Linked DNA regions of Gossypium hirsutum: region 2 is linked to region 1. Evidence: chromatin contacts called from public Hi-C data. All regions are on one chromosome and are shown on one strand. The core of a region is the stretch at or near the end of the contact, and the rest is flanking DNA. Distances in the headings are between cores, read along the strand shown.

Region 1 (3,637 bases), core at 513-3,012:
GAAGTCTTGAATCAAGAAGAAGCAATGAGTTTGAACGAGAATAATGAAATTGTGTCGGCTGCTATAAAGCAGACCAGTCGGTAACAATGAAAACGCTAAGTTGGAATATCCACGGATTGGGACAACTGCGAGCGGTTCGTCATCTCAAAAATTGTCTGAGACATTGTCGGCCCCAAGTTTTGTTTCTAATCGAAACAAAAGTTGAAACAAGCAAAATGGAGAAAATTAGGAGAATTTGCGGTTTCATGTATATGATTGATGTCAGTGCAAATGGATTAAAAGGAGGCTTGTCTTTAGGTTGGAAGAAGGGGCTATAAAGTTTTTCTAATTCTCATATTGATGTGATGATTAAAGAACAGAATGAAGTAATTATTTAGAGCTTTACTAGATTTTATGGAGCACTAATAGAGGGATTAAGGAAGGATTATTGGAACCTCTTACGATGGTTAGAAAAAGAGTGTAACCTACCATGGGTAGTGATGGGGGATTTCAATGTAATGTTTTCTTTTGAAAAGAAAAGAGGGTGTATATGAGAAGAGAGGAAAATAAGTGCTTTTTGAGATGAGTTAAGGGATTGTGACTTAAGTGATTTATGGTTTTCGGGACAATGGTTTACATGAGAAATGAGGAGGTTACCAGGTAATAATATAAGGGAAAGACTTGATAGAGGAGTTTTAAATTCTTTTGAACATCTAAAACATAGCATGTCAGATCACTACCCGATTATGCTAAATACGGTTGGAAGAACTGGAGGTAGAACATTGGCAAGACTGTTTTGCTTTCGTTTCAACGCAGATTGGTACTGGAGGAGAACTTTGATGAACAAGTACTAGAAAGTTGGGGGTCGAGTAGGGGAAATGTTCCAGAAAAATTAATAATGTTTGGATCAAAGCTAAGTAGGTGGGCTAGCATGAAAAATTCAGTGAGAGAAGGTAGAAAGCAAAGCCTACACTCTAAACTAAAATAATTATCGAAAGAGGAAGCTAATGATGACGTTTTAGTAGAAATAACCGACATAAAACTGGCACTAAACTTGGAAGCAGATAAAGAAGAGATTTTTTGGGAATAGAGAGTAAGGGCGAACTGGCTTAAGCTGGGGGATCAGAATATTTCTTTTTTTCATAAGGCTGCATGTAGTTAAAAGAGGATGAATACAATTTGCGGTTTAAACGACGGTAATGAAAGATGGGTTGAATGAGGTAATGAACTTATTGAAATTTCCTCCTACTACTTTCAAGATTTTTCACGTCAAATACTGTAGGAAAAATGAGGAGTTAACGCCTGATTTTCAAAAAGAAGGAGTCGTTGAAGCAGTTAAACCAATGGCGCTATTAAAAGCTTTAGGAAATGATGGCTTTTCAACTTTATTTTATCTAAAGTATTGGCACGTAATAGGAGACGATGTTACTTGATACTGCCTTGATGCACTAAAAGGAAAGAGGGACTTAAAAGATATCAATGGCACCGATATTGTGTTAATACTCAAAATTAATTCAACAAACAATATGGGCTAGTTTCGTCCAATAAGCCTCTGCAATGTGATTTATAAAATAATCTCCAAAGTGTTGGTAAATAGGTTCATAAGGGTGTTAAGACTTTTGTATTGATGAGAATCAAGGCGCTTTTGTTACAGGTAGACAGAATACTGACAACATCCAGATCGAAATTCCCTTATATTCCTCATCTCATGCCTATCTTTGGGATTTCCATAACTAGAATTTTTTCCACCGTTGTCCTCCACCAACCACCTGCTCTTCCACGCCACTCTCCTTCTTGTCTGTGCTTGAAGGGATATATCCCGCTGAAAAATAAACTCCTGTTGGGGATTAAGGGATTGAATCGGGCAGTAGCTTTCGCCATATCCTAATTTGCCATATAGAAAGAAAAAAAAAGTTAATTTTTCATAAGCAAAATTGACATAAATCGATGTAACATTAGGAAGTGTAAGTCTCTTCTTTCTCTTCAATGGCTGGCTAACATCAACTCGAACTCGTACTTGCATTTTTCCTTTGTATTCAATTTGGACAGCCAAGGTGTCATACTCCAAAAAGACCCCAATAAAATTCCCCAACTGTCTTGCAATTGTTTTTGACATAAAACCATGAGGAAGGTCATTTATAAGAACCCAAAAATCAACCGACGATAAATGAACAGAGGATTTTCCCCTTTCTCCAATTGGTGCAATATTAGCAGATGGGAATTAAAATTCCACAATCCATTCTTCATAACTCGAACCACATTTACTTGGAAATAAAATCAGAACAGGAATCTCCCTTTTTCCAGATCTGAGATGGATACTCCACCAACAGGATGCCAGACATTTGCCAGAGTCAACCTCATTGCTTGGAAATGCACTACACTTGAAGTGAGGAAAGTTCCCACCAAACAGTGCGCATAGGATGTGACATTATTCGCAGCTTCAACCCAGAGGCGAAGCCAGAATAAATATTTAGGGAGAGCCGGGTAAAATTTTAATTTTTTATAGTTTATATCTTTATAATTTGTAAATGATTAATTCAAATTTTTATAATTTTAGGGGGGGCAAAGTGCAAGTTTACCTTTACTAATTTAAAATTTTTAAAAAATTTTAAGAGTCAAAAAAACAAATTTACAATTTAGGAGGGGCGGGGCCCATGCCAGCCCCCCGACTTCGTCCCTACTTCAACCCTAGCTAAATAAATTCTTCCTCTGCATCTTCTAAAGATAAGCTTGCTATTGAATCCTCCATTTTCTAAGACTATTGAAGAAAATGTGATCATAAAAACTAGAAAAAGAAGAAAAAAGCAAGATAAGAAAAAAAAAGACGTGCTAACAAGCAGAAAAGCCTGTTAAAAGACAGAGAGAAGAGCGTGTCAAAAGACAGAGAAAAAAATATTACTAAAGTTTTATATTTAAATTCTATAGCTTACGTATAAAATTTCTACTTTTAAATTATAATGTAGGTCATAGTTAACAATTAACAGTATATTAAAAGTAGAAATAAAATATTATAAATATGTGACTTAAAAAAAGAAGATTTTAAATATGTTCATAAACTATATTAAATATTAACAGAATGTATACTATTAATAATTAATTTTGCAATAATTTGATTACAATATTGTATTTAAGTACTGTATATTCAAAACAATGAATATTTTTAAAACATTGTTTATTTTAAAATGTATGAAACTATGCGTCTAAACTATCTACAAAACAATGATAAGGAACAAATTAAAATTGAAGAATGTTGAAACTGAAATGCAAAATAAAAATAAAGAGGTATTTAAGATTTTTTTTTTACTTAATTGGGTACTTGAATTGTTAAAATGTATATAAAAAAAAGGCTAAGGGCGGATCTAGAGGGACAAGCAAGGGCCCTACCCCCTAAAATAGAAAATTTTTCATTTAGGCCCTTTATAATTTATAAAATTTTAAATTAGTAATGGTAAAATTATACTTTAGACCCTTAAAATGAGAAAATTTTGATTTAGTCCTCTAAAAATTATAAAGTTATAGAGTATTAAAATGACGAAATTGCATTTTTACTATCATAAAATATATAATTTAATTCCACCTCCCCCCCAAAAAAAAATCTGACTTCTCCCCTACCTCTTTAAGTCATATTTCTAGATCCACCATTGAAACTGTTAATTTT
Region 2 (3,679 bases), core at 1,140-3,639, 150 kb before region 1:
TCCCACAGCCACTGGATGGAGGGCGACCACCACGAACTGACCTTGCCGAAACCTGCGACAGATCTCCTTCTACAAGATTAGCTTGCATGGCCACCTCCTGAACCGCTCGTAGCTGACGGTTCTCACATTCAAGCAAAGCCTCAACCAATCGTTGGAACGGCATCGGCTCCGATGAAAGAGATGCGAGGAAACAACAGTATCAAACTCATATGGTAAACCTGCAAGCATGACCTGAGTCTTCTCCGCCTCTGGAATTCTCGTGCCAGAAGCTTCCAAAAGAGCACACAAATTTTTAATACGAGCCACATAATTCTTGACAGAAAGAGTACCTTTCTTTAGCGAGTGTAACTCGTGATGAGTCCAGGACTACTTAGCACCAGTGTTGGCCGCAAAGAGACTCATCGCTGTGTTCCACACATCGCAGGCCGATCGAGCATCCGTGGAGGAAGAAAAACACGAGGTACTAGTCGTGGATAGGAGCCACGAGGTAAGCAACTGATCTTGTTGCTCAAACACCAGTGCAGACGGATTAGCAACGAGGGAACCGTCCGATGATTGAACGAAGCGTGACGGCTGAGGTAGAGTGCCATCTATAAATCCTATTAGACCATAACCACCTAAAATTAAACGAACCTATTGTTTCCATTGGATGAAGGTGCCTTTATCAAGTTTCGCAACGTCATGCCGAGGGAAAGAAGTCACCACTCTATCGCCACTAAAGGCTACGCAACCACCATCAACAGAGGCAGAGTCGATGGAGTTCGTGGTAGCCATAGGACTGAGGATCACCCAGCGGCTGATACCATGAAGAAACTTAGGTAAACTTAGATTCAAGAGAAGCAAAGACTAAGCTGCTATGAAGAAAAATCAATTATGTATTTAGACTTCAAAACTTGTTTCTGTATATTTTGAGCATAATATTTTTAGATAGCTAAGCAATAACTCTTCTTAACAACTTTGATAACAGACTTAGCCAAATGTTAACCACTTTGGATAACAATATTAGTGTTGCTTAACACATAATTATTCTCAAACAAAAATTGTTCTTAACAACAACTATTCTAAATAAGAGATATTGCTTCAGAAGAGATATATTTGATAGTATAATTTTGTGAAATATAATATTTTTTATTAAAATATTAGTAGTGTGTAGAATCACTTTAAAAAAATGTTTGCTTTTAATCCTGTTAAATGGCGAAAATATGAATATAATAGCAATTAATCAACTAGCTAATTGGGGATTATGGATATAAATAACCATTGATGCAAATACAATAGAAGACTCCATAGATAAAGGGTTATTATCATCATTATACAGCAAGGCAAGTTCGCATGAACACAAACTTTGTGAAATCTCGATAATCGAGTTGATGCCTGACATTGTTATTAAAATCCTCCATCAAAATCTAGTAAGTGGTACAGAGTACAAGACATGAACCATCGGATGACAGAATAGTACAAGACATGAACCATCGGATGACAGAAGAGAGGGAGCGTATTGTTTTGGTCGCTTAAGCTTCCTTATCTGATTTGGGAACGCTTAAAAGATGAACTGCCATGGATTGCCATTGGATTGACTCTGGCTCTTTGATCATCAGCTAGGTAATGAGACTCTTTCAGTTGAGCACTGATCATCATCCCTCTGCGATTTGAACTTTCTGCTGCTGATGATGATTCAGCTGAGCTCTTCCGACGCCTTTCGTTATGCCCGGCCAACCGCCTTCGACAGCTCCGTTTTGCTTCATCGAACTCCGGTAGCTCATGGAATCTGTGAATGTATACATCATGAAACATAGAATGTTTTTCATGTTTAAAAATATAGATGAAATGGTAAATTTTGATTGACTTGTTGGTCAAGAAATTAAGAAGAAAAAGTAAATCAAGATGATAAAAAGAAGTAAAAGCAAAACCTGCTGCATTGTTGACAGAAGCGTTGCCTGAGACCAGCAACAACCACAAATGGCGCCTTGGCATGAATCTCACACACCTTATGGCGCCTGTGGTATCGCTTGGCATCAGATAAATCAAGCCCACATTTTTCCACTTGACAAGCAGGCGGCGACACCCCACCACCGCCACCAGCGGCTCCTCTCCTTCCATAACCTTTCTTCTTCTTTTCATCATCTGGGAAACCATGATCACCCCCAACACCTTCTTCTTCTTCTTCTTGCATGTCATTGTCAAGTTCTTCAGCTATGAAATCCTTATTCATATTTACTTTGCAATTTACTCTCTCTTCTGAAATCTGCAGTTACGATTTGCAGTAGTCGAGGAGATATAAATAATGGAGGGGTGTGATGAAATGTTGAGATCAAAATTTGAAAAAAAAAAAAAGGGTGAAAAAGATGTTGAGGACCACAAATGAAACAACATTTTTTTCTTGTTTTTATGTTTGCTTGTGTGTCTGTTTAGTGAATGATTGGATGTTCAAAAGGAAGCAGCTGGGAATATTGTTGGTTTTCATAAGTAATCTCATCAACTTTATTATTATTATTATTTATTTTGCCAAATCTGGCTTGAAAAGCATCAAAATTTTTACCATTTCATTTGATCTAATAGAGTGATTTTAGGGTTTCATCGTCCTTCGATACAACGATGCCTCATGGCACATGTTTCACACAAATTTGGAAAGCTTCAGTACCCTTATGTAAATGGATTTATTATCTCTATTAGGCCTCCGCCAAAACCTCGAAGTAGACTAATTGTTTCAAATAGTTAACGTATGATCTAGTTATCTTATCATAAGATAAATTAGATAAGAAGTACAAAATTTAATTCGAAAAAATATTACAAAATTTAATTCGATTTGAAAAAATAAAAAAAATTTAAATTTTGAGTTTGAGTCGAGATAAATTTTACAATTCAAATATTTCAAGTAACAGATTATATAAATATCCCTTTAGTTTTTATCAATTTTGAAAATGAACAAATTAATCTTTCTTAACAAACATTACAAAAGAAAATTAAAATAATTTTTAAAATTCAAAATATTTATAATTCCAAAAATTATATATTTTTAAAAAATTATAAAATTTTCTTTTAAAAAATTAAAGAATATATATTAAGATAGTTAAAATTTAAAAAATTTTTAAAATAATAATTTTGGGATCTAAACAAATTAACAAGATTTTAATTTGATATCTTTAATTTTTTAATTTAACTCGAACAATTTTACTCAATTTAATTCGACTTAAATTCTATTTCAACAAAATTTAAATTGAATTAAAATAATAAAATAGTACAATATAAACTCAATTAATTCAAAAATTTTCTACTAAATTCAATTTGATTCAACACTTACCCTACTGTTATAATTTTTGAAACAAATTTGAGCAAAGAAAGAACCTTTTGCAAGAGTTTTTGAGGTTACAATGGTTGAGAACAAATTCTACAGGTTGTAAAATTATAACACCTGTTATTACGACACCCTTGAGAGAGACATATCAAAAGTGCCATTCAAATGAGTCCTGTAATGCACTGTACAGCACCAAAACTAGATCCATTGATATGAGGACACATTTTTAGGTGTGACTTGTGTTATAAATTATAATAATAAAAATAAAAATTAAATACATCAATAAATAAATACTTGTCATATTTATTAGAGTTTAAAACCTTCACAAGCTATGTATTAAATGAAACACTTAATATTATATGCGGCACACAAGCCATGTATTAA

The links. Hi-C and Micro-C count contacts between places; a contact is called where the count stands out from the background.
Region 2: a contact with region 1 is called in a Hi-C map of fibers, with 1.8 times the contacts expected there. The contact joins the promoter of LOC107895262 here to the enhancer-like site in region 1. A contact is called at or near these places in 6 of 34 Hi-C or Micro-C datasets (fibers, hypocotyl, leaf and 1 more).

What each region holds. Positions count from the first base shown.
Region 1 is chrA13:96,979,381-96,983,017 of Gossypium_hirsutum_v2.1, reverse strand. No RefSeq gene overlaps it. Among protein-coding and RNA genes, the nearest start is that of LOC121213133, 21 kb to the right of the region's middle. Within about 2 kb of position 1,762, at least 5 of the 9 cell types and tissues checked have an H3K27ac peak or open chromatin away from gene starts, as enhancers often do. A contact at or near this core is called in fibers, where this site is marked.
Region 2 is chrA13:97,132,862-97,136,540 of Gossypium_hirsutum_v2.1, reverse strand. LOC107895262 (squamosa promoter-binding-like protein 3) reads right to left here and starts at 2,389. Exons shown (of 2, transcript XM_016820549.2): 1 at 1,911-2,389; 2 at 1,288-1,768. The coding sequence starts at 2,212. The coding sequence ends at 1,522. It overlaps LOC121212501 (a long non-coding RNA gene), which reads left to right. Exons shown (of 2, transcript XR_005907763.1): 1 at 1-578; 2 at 656-964.